2 separate regions of the Triticum aestivum genome follow, and region 2 is linked to region 1. A link is a contact called in public Hi-C data. All regions are on one chromosome and are shown on one strand. Each heading gives the region's core, a stretch centred on a gene start, on an enhancer-like site or on the middle of the called end of the contact. The rest is flanking DNA. Distances are from core to core; before and after follow the strand shown.

Region 1 (6,840 bases), core at 951-3,450:
ATATTTGCACAGCTACACTAACATTGTCACAGAGCAAGCACAAAAGTCTAAACTTTATGGTTTTATTTAGTTTTGGTCTTCAAATTGGCACTAAGTGCTTGGAATTGAGTCCAAGGACGATTAGTCACACAATGCAAAGTTTAGTTTTAAAATAGTAAGAATATATGATTCATTTTTCCTTTTTGATAGGTCAAATACATAATTTTACCCAGATTTATGTAAATAGATAATTGATGTCTTATAGATCTACTATACCTCCATTGCAGGTATGACTGATTAACAGAAAAAAAATCGTGGCCATTGGTCACCGCTTTTCATCAAGATGATTCTGTATCATTGTAATAGTGAGACTTTACTACACCCATTCTGTCGGTAGAACATTCTCTTAGGAGATTGTTTTATTTGTTTTGGTTGAGATATACTAAAGGCTGTGTACCTATGGAAAGAAAAAATACACTTTCAAGTTTTGTATGTAGTACTTGATGTATGTCTCAAGTATAACTTATAATGATCCTACTCTTAGTACTTGCTCTCTCATGTTTATGCTCTTAGTACTGAATTTAGTGTCAGGTAATTAGCTTTTGTGATCTCATGAACAGACTGAACTTGATGCGGCCTTATAATCCCATGACCATGTTGAAATTGATGATGTCTTGCTTCTCATACCAGTGAATGTTTCTTCGTTCTCTTGGACCAGGTAAGTCATTGTCCTGTTGAATATGAGCGCTAAACTATGCTCCCTACTAAATTTTTTAAAGGTGCTCCCTACTAATTTGATCACTATCTATTTTACCACATTGATGCGACAGGCACCCCGCGCCAAGGCGCGCTGTCGATCTAGTATGTGTTATCGTGCGTATCTTCAATGACTTCTCCCTCATCTTACTTGAGGTTGCATACTCTGTCGCGGAGGACATTAACCAGTTGCGTCCCTCCTTTGCATACATGCAGCTGCGTGTCTTTTTGGATGTAATCTGGTTGTAATTTCTTTTTTTCTCCGCTTTCATCTTATAAATAACATTTGTTCTTCTTTTCCTATATTTTTATCCTAAAAAATTAAAGGTCAAGCTTGAATTAATAAGTCAAAGTCAGAGCTGATAAGCAAACAACTATTGGAGGGAGTATTATTATTATTATTAAACAAGAGTGGAAAGGAACGGGAACGTGTTACAGAATTGTGTAAATCCTGCTCCATACATATATGACGAGTTCATCTTTGCACTGCATTGCATGAATTACGGTGTAGTAAATCAGATTTCAGACGGACTTGAGCTTCTTAGCGATGCCGGCGAAGTACTTCCCCTGGTGCTCCGCCAGAGCGAGCTCGGCGCCAGTGGGCACCCTGCCACCGTCGGCGCCGGCGAAGGTGCCAGCCCCGTACGCGCTGCCGCCCTTGACCTCGTCCATGATCAGCATGCCGGCGCCGTGCGTGCCCCCAACCGGCACGAACAGCATGCCGTGGTGCGCCAGCTGCGTGACGGCCGTGAGCGCGGTGGACTCCTGGCCGCCGCCCTGGGTGGCCGTCGCGAAGAAAACGCCCGCGGGCTTGCCGGCGAGAGACTGCTCCTTCCAGAGGCCGCCGGTGGAGTCGAAGAAGGTCTTCATCTGCGCGGCCATCATGCCGAACCGCGTCGGGGTGCCGAACAGGACGCCGTCGGCCTCGGCCAGCTGGCTCGCCGTGATGACGGGGTGGTCCTGACGCACCGGCGCGGCGTGCATCTTCACCAGCACGTCCTCCGGCAGCGTCTCCGGCACCCGCCATATGGTGACCTCGACGCCGGGGACGGAGTCGGCGCCCTTCTTTATCTCCTCCGCCAGCGTCGCGACGTGTCCCCACGTCGAGTAGTACCTGCGGATAAATGAAAATAATACAGAGCGGCCGGTCAGATCAGTGACAGTGAGCTAGCTAGCCGGAAGAAAAAGGGGCGACCAAAGGCGGAGCATGCATTGATTTACACGATGTATATCTTGGTCGCCATTGCTGCAGAGTTGTGATCTGCTTTGATTTTAGTTTCTTCCTAATACGAACTAAATTTCCTGCCCTAGCTTCTTGTCGCGGTCTGGCTTGTGAAGGAAGAAGAGTGAGAGGCACCGGTATTTATATAGAAAGACTGCGGTATGCTAACTGATTCAGTGGAGTGGTAGCAGTAGTTCTATACACTAAACTGGTTCAGTGGTGTCAATGGCGTCCGCTATCTTGGAAAAGCCATGGCTGCTAAGCGCTACTGGTAATTTAGAATGATCAAGTGTGACAGTGCGCAATATGTAATGAGGGAAAAGCAAGAGGAATCCACAATAACGGGGTTAGGTGATGATGATGAGGGAAGCTGCTCTGCAAAGCGGAAAAGCCTAGGTTGTGCGAGGTCATTTAGGCTTTGGTAACTGGCAAGTTGCTTGAGGAAGGGATACTTTTTCTTCTGAATGAAACTTTGTTGTACGCTGATTATAAAAAATAAGACACCAATTACACTACTACTAGTAGTAGTATGGCATAACAAGTTAAAACACATCACAGGACGATATTTTGAAAAAAATTGTGGGATGTTAAGAGGATGATATTCTATTGTCATGTGAAATTTCAAGTTAAAATACATTACGGGATGCAAGCTGTAAAAAAGACAAATTCAGCAATGAATAGTGACGTTACTGTTTGGCACTATTCAATGCTGATTGTGTTTTTTCATAGCTCATATCTCGTAATGTGTTTTTTTTCGGGAATATCTCGTAATGTGTTTGAACTTAAAATTTTGCAAGGCAATAGAACGACTCTCTGGAACAGTTCGGGTCCTGCCAATGTACCACAACTCTGTATGCAGGACCTCCCTCCTAGTTGAGCAATGAAATACCTTTAACCCCACAAAAAGTTTTTTTTAAGTATTAGAATTTTTGACTTCTTTTATGTTTACTAAATTATTTTCCATATCAAATCCACGGGCACCCGAGAGCCAAGGTGTATTTACCTGTGTCCAGACGGCTTGAGGAGGGGTATCCTACCAAGTGACGTTCAATTGAGTTTTTTTCTTTTTTAAATGCAGATAAAAGATTTGCATCATATATATTAATTAAGAGAAGAATAGAGTTTTACAATCAACCCTTACAACACCATGATAATTACTCATGCAAAATCATTTCCTCTAGCTTCTTTGCACCCGCGGCAACCCATAACTTTGGCTCTTCCAAAAATGTTGTTTAGGAGAATTGGCGGTGGCGCGCCCTTGAGTCGGAAGACTAGGGGCATGTTTGGTTGCAGTAGTGAACAGTAGTTGCATTGTATACACATCTCAACCCAGCCTAGCTATGGAAAAACAGCCTCATATGCGACATCTGCAAGTTGTTTGGTTGCCTGCATATGGACTTCCTGCATTAGGGATCAACTTTGGCACGTTGTTTGGTTGCCTGCATTGTCTCGGTGCATAGAACTACACGCTGTTTGGTTGCCCGCATGGGGTATGATTAAGAGCTAGCACTTGCACTTAGCACACAAGGTTAAGAGCTAGCAGAGGAATGGGGAGAAGAAATGCAGTGTGCGCTGGACCATGGCGACTGCGGTGGATAGTGACGGCGCCATGTCCGACATGACGAGCATGGAGTCGTGGATGAGCGACCCCGTCGGCGGCACGGCGAGCGACACCGTCCGTGAACTAGTTACGGTACTCGCGCGAAGACAGTCGACAGAGGAGGAGAATGCAGTGCTCGCACCATGGTATCGTCAATGCAGTGGACGAGAGAGGAGGCCGAGATGATTGACGCCGGAAACAACTCCAGTGTAGTAGGGCGAGAGAGAGAAGGCCAAGATGATCGACCTCGGCGGCGGCACGGCGAACTGCAGTGTGCACGGAGGTAGAGGGCACAAGAAAGTAGTGTGCGCGCCATTGCAGCGTCAGTGCAGTAGGAGGACGACAAAGAGTAGGCCGAGATGAGCGACGCATGGAACGACTCTAGTGTAGTAGGACGTGGGCAAGTAGATCAAGGGGAAGGGCTTCAGCGTCGAGAGGGACGAATAGGAGGGCTCTGAGCAGAGGACAGAGGAGCTAGACATGGCAGCGTCATTGCAGTAGACTGTTGTTCAAAGAGAGATGAAGCTATGATCGTCGAAACCAAAAACATACAACACGAATGTTGTGAGGAACTGCGAGATTAGGCTGCTGGTCAAAGGAAATTTCAAATGATCGTCGTGCGCAATGAATCTGACAAAATTCGTCCAGAATAGCTTCAAACGGGAAGACGAAATTAAGAACTTACGGCCGACGAAACTACGAACCGATCGCCTGAATGGAACCGTAGCATCGAGGTGCATCTTTCTCGTGTAGAGCTTACCTCGAATTGAAGCACCGTTGTGTAGATCGGACGAAGGAGATTAGATAGGAGCTTACTCGGGGTTGAAGAAGACCTCAGGTAATCACCTCGCATCCCTCCCGTCTCCATTCGTGCAAGGGCCCGCTCGCTTGCGCTCGGCTCGGCCTGGCTCATGAAAAACTGCCGATTCGAGCGTTTCCAGCGAGCCAGGCTCTAGGATGCTTTAAAAAATGTGCGATGCAGGCCCAACAGTGAAACTAGTCAACCAAACAGGCCTCTTTGTTCCCGCGCGGGCCTGGTTGGCCTTCAAGCGGGCAACCAAACACGCCCTAGGCATTCCTTTCATTCGAAAGCGCCCAGGATACAAACCCGGTGAAAGATGCCATAGCTTTGTTTGCCTTTGTTTGTTATAATCGGCTGTGGCACCAAGTACGTTCAATTGAGTTTGAATTCCATGCGCACAATGTTTGTGGTTGGGAAGCCTCGGTTTTCGCGCGGCTTAGAGCATCTACAGCCGGACTCAGCAAATCCGGCCCATCAAACGCCCGTGAATGGACGTGTTCGCGGGCACTAACCGGGCACTTGCTATATTCGCGTCTTCACATCCACGTATCTCATATTTTGTCCCATATTTTTATACTAAATCATGCAACATTGATAAAAAGTACGTAGATCATGAGCAAACATACAAATGCACAATTGGTTCATCAAAAGATCACAGCTGGATCATCGAAAGATAGCCAAAGTTCACATAATAAACATAATACGACGGACAAGTTCAAACGACAACTAAAAACTTGAAATAAAGACGAATTTTCACCACTTCCTCGCTGGCCCTTTGTCCTTCCGGTCGCCGGTGCAGCTGTAGGAGTTCGCGGCAGGAGGTGGGTCGCCGCTGGACCCGTCGGAGGAGGGGGAATCGGAGATGATGATGAAGCCTTGCAAGCGCCGGACGACGCGGTCTTGCTGGCGCTTGAGTTTGGCCACCCTCGCCGCCTCCCGCTCGGATTGCTCAATGACGAGCCGAAGCTGCTTGGCGTTGAGCCTCCGGAGCCGTCGGGCATTCATCTCCGCGTCAGTTAGTGACCGGCGGCACACCCACTCGAAGAGACGGTCCTCCTCGTTGGGCAACCGGCAGCGGCAGTGGACTACACAGACCCGTCGGACCAGCCCGCCATCTCCCAAGTCCTCTGCCTCTCGCGATGGGCAGCTCGTGCCTCCGACTCCGGAGTCCGCATCCGCGGCGTCGGCTGAGCGGGCACTAGAACCCAGCGTTGCCCGCGTGGAGCAATGACCGGAGGAGGAGGCCGTCGGGCAGGAGGAGCAGATCTGGCAGGCCTCGCTGATCCGCGCGTGGGGCATGAAGGGCTGGCGCCAGCATCGACGCTGACGCGACGGGGGACAGGGGCGTCACACCGGACCTGGAGCTGCCACTCGTATCGACCCGCGAGTGCTCGAGCGCAATACGGAGTGCGAACTCCTCCTCTTCTCCGAAGCTGCCGGTGCTAGACATGGTCGCCGACGCTAGGGATTTGGCAGATTGGGGAAATGGAACTGTCGGGAAGAGGAGGGAAGGTGAGCGGAGCGGAGTGGAGTGAGTTAGGATTTCTGCCGGAGGGGGGGGGTGTGTGGGGTCAGGGTGGGCCAATGATGGGCCGGGCTGATGTGGCGGGCGCGCCCGGGCGTGCCCGGATCGCCTCATATTCGTCTTACATTTGAGACAAATATGAGGGGTGCCAGGCCTGTTTGAGAGGTATTTTATGACCGGTCAGTGACCGGACACATGCCCGGCATATATAGAGCGCCCCGTTGTAGATGCTCTTAGAGCATCTCCAACAGCCGCCCAATGCGTGGCGCTGAAAAAATGAGTTTACAACGCGCAAGTAATTTTTTTTAGGACGCTAGAAGACGCTTGCTCCAACAAACGCTGTAAAATATGCAGCGCGCGCGAATCCAGCGGTCCCAATCAAGCGGTCCCATCTGCAGCAGCACAAAGTTTGCAGCAAGCGTGACCGGGCGCACTAAATATGCTGCGCGCGATGCCGTTTTGATGCGCGCGCTGCATTAGTTATAGCGCGCGCGCGTGCTTTTTGCGCAGCTGCTGGAGACTTCAAATAGGGTCCGCGCACGCTAAAAGCAGTTTTTATACTGCGGGTCGTTTATATAGGGTCTCTGTTGAAGATGCTCTTAGTCGTCAGCCTCCGCGGGATCATCTCGGGTGGCCAAGACGAATCTCTGGATGGCCCGTCGTCGCAACCACTGCGTCGACGACGTCTGCTGCATAACGACTCTTGCTGACCCCAGTTTGGCTGGCATATACAGTTTGAATTTGGAGCTGCTCCTTTCTTCACAGGGTGACTTCTTCGGCATGGCACAGCAGGGTCGCCATGCCCCATGATCAAGCTTTTAATCCGAGCCGAGACTTCGATATGGCGATATGCAAGCATGCAAGCATGTTACTGTTCATTCTATGTATGTTTAAGAAGGGAAAATCGTATCATTATGCTGCATGAATGCGATCGTGCGACTGAAATTGAGTTGTGA
Region 2 (6,523 bases), core at 2,938-5,437, 260 kb after region 1:
CTTGACAAGCAGCAGCAGGAGATCGGACAGGATTGCTCGAGCTGGACCACGAGCGAAGCAGCAGCGGGAGGCGGAGACCTGCGGACGAGCCGGCCGGATCGGGCAGCACGAGTTGGCGGGCGAACTCGAGGGCAGAAGCAGCCGGCCTGGGCGCTCGATGAGGAGAGAGCAGTGCCGCTCGTAGAAGAAGGACGGCGGCTGCTCGGAGATTGGATCGAGAGCATGAGTTGCACGTGCGAAAAAAAAACCTAAGGCTCTAATACCATGTTAGGAATAAGCAACTTGTATTCCCATGAGGCCATAGGCCGATATATATACATGTACAGGTGTGGAACATATGCAGGAAACGCCTTATACAACGGGATAAATACAAAAAGGGTACATGACTTATATTATAACTCTAACAGTTATGACGGGGTAACTTATACCCGGAGGAGGCCCACTGGGAAGGTTTAGTTAGGGGCTTAGCCCACAAGTTATCTTATTTTTATTAGCATCGTGGTTATATAAACAATTGTAAGACTCTTTTGGCAATTAAGCAATAAGACTATTTCTATTGCCCGGCTCCGAGAGGAGCCGGAACCCTAAACCCTAGCCGCCTCCTGCCCTTGCGCCGCCTCCTCCCTCGCGCACGACGGCGCCCAGCCGCCGGCGACCGCGAGCTCGTCCACGCCCAACTCCTTCCTTCCCCTACAACCTCCGTCCTAGACCCGGTAGAACCCTAGCTCCTACCAGAAGAACTAAACATTCAGCATTTGAAAAAATGCAACCTGAGAATATTGTAGGCACTCGCACTCGCACATGCCAACTTGAGTTCATTCTGAATTCCTGTTATACACAAATCACCATGGCACAACAAGGCATAACAATTATATGTTCTAACAGGGCTGCGTCGAACAAAAGCGAAGTACACATAAGGGATTTTAAGCCCTTGTGTGGCCCCGAAATGTTCTGCGCCAGGCCCGGTATGCAGCTATCCTTTTGCTGAATCCAAAACCATTTAGATCTCAACTGTCACTGAAGAACAGAAACAGCACGAAAAATGCCACCATCAGATCAGAACTCACGTAAACCTACAGACTGGGAAAGTGCCTCTACTACTATAACGCCACATTTTCATCATTTGTCGTCCTACGATGCCCAACTGAAAGGAGGAAAAGGGGAAGAAAACCGAACGCTGTTGCAAGCCTGTAACCCACTCAGGATACTGTAAGCCTGTAACCCACTCATTAGAACCAACATTTTTCTCTCTCGCAGGATTGGTATGCAGGCACGATTTTTATTTCTGATTCTCCAGTTCTCTCTGTAATCTTGTCTTAGTCTTCAGTGTCAGGTAACTTTAGTTAGCATGAAAAGCAGCACAACAACATGCTCACTGGTTGAATTGAAAGTGGTTTTCACAGATGATTCATGCTTATATGACTACTACTGGGTGGGATATCAATGGTGCATTCATGTTAGCTCCAACAGAAAAGCATTAAAATTACTAGTTTGGTTCAGTTAAGTTGAATCTGAATGTTCAGAAGCATTAAAATATTGGATCCAAATGATAAAGACTATCACTGATTCAATGACATAGCATATCTAATAGGTGTGTCTTGTGGCATCCTTTTGAATTTCTGATGATTCTAATGGATTACGTATGATCTGCGTACGACACTGAATAACAGCCATCAATTGTTAAGATAATACAAAAATCGTACCCAACTTCATCAGTATGGAAAGCAGCTGCGTCTCCTGTAACGGGTTGTCCTCGCTACAATTGCTGCCATCATCCGGGCAACCGCTGGAGCTCATGTTTATCGATGTCACTTAACATTGTGTCACTGTACATATTGTACATTTCATGGATGAACAAAGTCTTCATATTGTTTTGCACTACAATGCTTGTACTTCAACCATACTAACATAGCAAAGAGATGTGCATCATTTGTAGATAAAACTTGAGATACATTCTTCAACAGCCCGGATTTAGTTCCGAACTGGCAAAGGCTTGCTAAACGGACCCAAGCGGTCAGCATAGCTGCGGTACTAAGCAGCTTATTACAATTTACAATACGGCAATAACAATCGATCAAGCTAAGACTTCTCACATCCCATTCTTTTCCTTCTGCGGTCTGAGTACCGAACGCAGACCCTACGCTCACATACCTTCTTCATCTTCTGCTGCATGTATCGCAAGCCATACATGTTGTAGTGCTAGGCTCCACACTATTTGTTGTACTACTATATTTTTTTGCCTTCCTTCCACGTGCATTGTCGTGTGCATCGGTGCTTCCTAGCATCCGAAGTCATAGGAAACCAATCCTTGCAGCTCCGGGCCGTTCAGCCTGCTGTTGTTCTCGAAGCTGAAAAATAACAGTTATGTCTTATTAGCATTCATCGCATGAACCCACTCACAGAGAAGATGCCATATTTGATATGAGAGCTATCAACTTATGAGTTATGAATGACTCAGCAGTCCGGAAAAAAAACTCATGAGACATGATTTCAAACACCATCATCATAACATTTCTAGCTTATGCAATCATGAAAAACTAGACCATCGCCCTTAAGAATTACAGTACAAATGTCTGAGCTTTTTAGGACTCCAGATGCACATTGGTTCTACAAAACATGCTAGTGGCCTTTGAGATATACCTTCGAAGAGGGAAGCTTGAGAATGGACCATCGACGGGGATCGTCCCACATAAGTCATTGTTAGACAAATCACTGCATGTCACAATGGCTTAAAAGTCAGCAACCATAGAGAATCAACAGCACAACTAAATCCGGTATACATATGTTAAGATGCACACTCACATGACTTTCAGGTTGGAGAGTTTGGCCAGCTCCCGTGGAATTGATCCAGCAAGTTTGTTGTTGTTCAAACGCCTATAAGAAATTGCTTTAGTACTCACTTAGGGAAAAATGTTCATATATGAATTAGGAGAGACAAACTTAGATCCTTTTCATACATTTAATGCTTAACTATGCCAAAAGCAAAATTTTAAATTGCATTTCAGTTTATTCAGAATTATGGGCACAACTTCCCAGCCATTTTGGGTACACCACTTGGACTAAAGAAAGATGCCATGAATTAGGAGTAGTTTTTTTAGAGGGGGCATTTGTACTGTGGAGGAATTAACTTCAATCAGAGGATAATACATACATGAATCTCAGTGAGCTGAGCTTGGAAAGGGACTTGGGGATTCTTCCGGTGAGCTTATTGGCATACAGATCCAAGCTGATCAAATTCTTCAGCTTGCCCAACTCTTTTGGGATCTCGCCGTTGAGGTTGTTCCTGTACAGCTCCCTGCAAATCAAGTTCCAATTGAGAAAATCAAACCATTTTGTTCCGTTCGAATAACAGAAACGGTGGAATTCATCATCGTAGGGGCACATACAGGTACTGAAGATTCACAAGGCGGCTGAGCTCGGGGCCGATGGAGCCGGAGACGTTGGAGTTGCCTAAATCCCTGCAGAAGTTTGCCATAAAGAGTGTCAGACAACACGGTTATCCAACCAACAGGATGCAATATTGTTGAACTATGACAGACAGACGCCACAACTACTGATTATGCTTGCAAGTTGTTCTTTTTTATATACAAATCGGCCCTTTTGAATGAACAGTTAGTATGATTATTCAACTAGTATTGCTTAAGCTATCAATCCCTTAAACAAGAAGCAAGTGCAAGACCAAAGATGAAAGACCATGGATATCCTTTGCCGGCACGCAAGCAGCTTGACCTAGTAGTAGTTTAAATCGAGCTTTGTTTCTGGGCTAATCTGAGCAAGCGCTGGGAAACCCTTGAAGATAAAAGCTTGATTGAGCGAGAGGGGAAGGACTGTAGCTTACAGGCGGACGACGCGGCTGGCGCTGTCGCAGGTGACGTGGAACCAGGTGCAGGGGTTGACGAGGGTGGGATCCCAGCTCTGGAGCACGCCGTTGGGGTCCGACAGCCGCATCCGCAGCGCGTACAGCGCGTCCCCCTCCTCGTTGGACGCCCGCGCCGCGCCGGCCGCCAGGCCCAGGAGCAGGGCGGCGCCGACGAGGAGGAGGGAGGAGGGCACGCGGGGCGCCATGGCGGCGAGGAGAGGCCGGGCGCGGGGGGAGGAGGGCGGAGGAGATCGACGGAGCTGCTGCTGCTGCTCTGCTCTGCTCTGCTGTAGCGTGGGAGGAGGAGGACGGGTGGTTGTGGAAATGGGAAAGGCGCTGCGTGACCGAGTGGTGTGGTCAATACGGCGAAGGATGGGTACCAAGTCCACGGTCAAACTTTGGACCGAGCACGCGGTGGAATCATTTTATCTGCAAAGGCTCACTGGGGTGGAAGTTGCGTCAGTAATGAAAAGTGACAAGGACAGGAGGTAGAAAATGAAAAAGGAAAGATGGAACGAACCGATCAAAAAGCTTGTACATGGAACTCAAAGATATAATGCAGGCAAAAGCAAATTCATGATCTTAGGAACCATGATGTCGAAGCCATACACATCAGACCTCGCTGAGAATTTCCTACTAGACACGATATACTCAAGGATCCATATAACCACCGCAAGATTAAAATTGAATTGACACCTGAATCGTAAAAAATCTTTAAAATCTCGATAGAACAATTTAGAATTGAAGTCTCAGTGAACATAGTTGTAGAGAAAATAGACCTCAGCTCGAGGCATTTTCTCTGCCCCTTCTTACCCTGAAAAAGTAGGGTCACCGACCAAGCTCTTGGTTGGCATGCATTCGTACACAAGAATCATCTCTTTCTTGTTGAATTTGAAACCCCATAAATCCCTTTTCCCTCTGAATGCAAAACCAAAGTATCCTAATTACATTGCAGTTTTAAAGATTTGCAGTTATTTCAATCTCAGTAGTGAATTCTGCTGAACCTTGAATAGATGATGATGTCAATCTTTTGACGGCAATCTCAATCCCACTAGTTAGTTTTCCCTAAAACCTCGATATCAAGTTCAAAAAGTAAATATCAACTTTTCTTTGGTGGATGAAGAAAGACAAATGTATCTACCCCTCGTTTCACTAAGCACAAATACCTGAAGACTTAAGGGATCTCAAGACTCTTATTTACAATATAGGAAATCAAAAGTGAATATAATATTAGTACATAATGGAACATAACTGATCAAAATTTAGGCTCATGATAGAAAATAACGCCACTATGGAGAACACGTACAATCTAACTAGTGACTAAGCTCCCAGGAAATCCACCCTCCTGGTGAATCGTGGCTGGCGAGCAGGCGATTGTCCCCCTGTCCCGTAGGTCCCAGTTGTCAGGTCGGTTTTTTTTAACCATCAAAAAAAGTTGTCAGGTCGGTTTGCGTCGTGCTATCGCTACCCCCACACATCCTCCCTCTCTCTATCTCTTCCTCCAATATCTTGTTCCCGACTCGCCGCCCAACTTCTCACCCATCTGTGGCCGCCACCGGCCATCTCCTCCACCGCCGCAGCCCCCATCTAGATCCGAGTCCAGCAACCCTCGGGCCTATCTCTTCCCAACAAAAAAACCAAGCTGACACCCCGACAAACCCTAGGATTGAGCACCCGTGCTGCATCCGGTTCTTCCCACTGCTCCTCCCACAGCCGTTAGCTCCATGTTGTGTTCTTCTCGCCTTCTCCGCAGCGTGTATGTGCCTTGCGCCGCCCATCGCGACCCCAGTCAAAGGGGATTTTTGATTTGGTATGGGACTGGGTGAGGTGATTGATGACTGAGATTTCTATGGGCGTCTTCCTGCTGTGGGTGGGGGGCGCTTCAGTCGCCGCTGTACGGGCTGGCCGTCCTGGTCTTCTTCCTGTTTCGGCTACCGCTCTCCATCCGGATTGGTGCCTTTCTTTTCTTTCATCGTTGGCTCTTTGGTGATGTTGCGTGGTTCTTGCACACAGGTATGGTTTTTGGCATGGTAGCTATGGAAAGAAAGAAACGGCACGAACGTTGGGCTTCAGTTGACGACGTGGTGCATGCCATTAGGCTTGCATTACATAACTGGAGACTAGCAGGTGCCAAGTGCTTGCTTGGATCGTTAGGGGATCTGTAGATAGACCTCCTGTCCCTTCTTTTTTACATTCTCTTAATTTTATTTATCCTTGCCGTGCGGCAATGTAAATTTTCTACTACCTTCTTAATCAATGAAATGCTGGTAGTCGCTGGAACTTTCAGAAGAAAAAACTGGGTTGTGATGGTCGTCAGCCGATCATTGTTCGATGGTTTTCCTAATGTGCCCCATGGTGGGGATGTTGGGGCTGAGGGGCAGGTGGATGAGCCTGGTTCTTGTGGTCATGGTGGCAGTGCCGAGGTTCAGGTGTTTACGCCTTATACACAGGAGCTTAATAGTAGCGCTGGAAAATAGTCACCGCTGCTGCTAGTTAGCAGTAGCGCTGATCCAGGGAAGCGCTATTACTCTGTCTATAGCAGTAGCGCTGGAAAATAAAAACACGCTACTACTATGTGGGAACAGACGAGGCCACCGACGATAGCTAGTACCAGCGTTGTACAGAATCCAGCGCCACTACTAATAGTTTAGTAGTAGTGTTGTA

What was found. A called contact is a pair of places that touch in the nucleus more often than the background predicts.
Region 2: a contact with region 1 is called in a Hi-C map of leaf, with 4 times the contacts expected there. The contact joins the promoter of LOC123159093 here to the promoter of LOC123161194 in region 1. A contact is called at or near these places in 3 of 5 Hi-C or Micro-C datasets (all in leaf).

Annotation. Positions count from the first base shown.
Region 1 is chr7B:581,932,941-581,939,780 of IWGSC CS RefSeq v2.1, forward strand. It overlaps LOC123161194 (quinone-oxidoreductase QR2), which reads right to left and starts at 2,201. Exons shown (of 2, transcript XM_044579045.1): 1 at 1,957-2,201; 2 at 1,111-1,849. The coding sequence starts at 1,979. The coding sequence ends at 1,258. LOC123161195 reads left to right here. Exons shown (of 8, transcript XR_006480594.1): 7 at 267-697; 8 at 810-1,172.
Region 2 is chr7B:582,192,341-582,198,863 of IWGSC CS RefSeq v2.1, forward strand. It overlaps LOC123159093 (leucine-rich repeat protein 2), which reads right to left and starts at 4,188. Exons shown (of 6, transcript XM_044576897.1): 1 at 3,839-4,188; 2 at 3,387-3,458; 3 at 3,152-3,295; 4 at 2,803-2,874; 5 at 2,641-2,712; 6 at 1,775-2,348. The coding sequence starts at 4,065. The coding sequence ends at 2,279.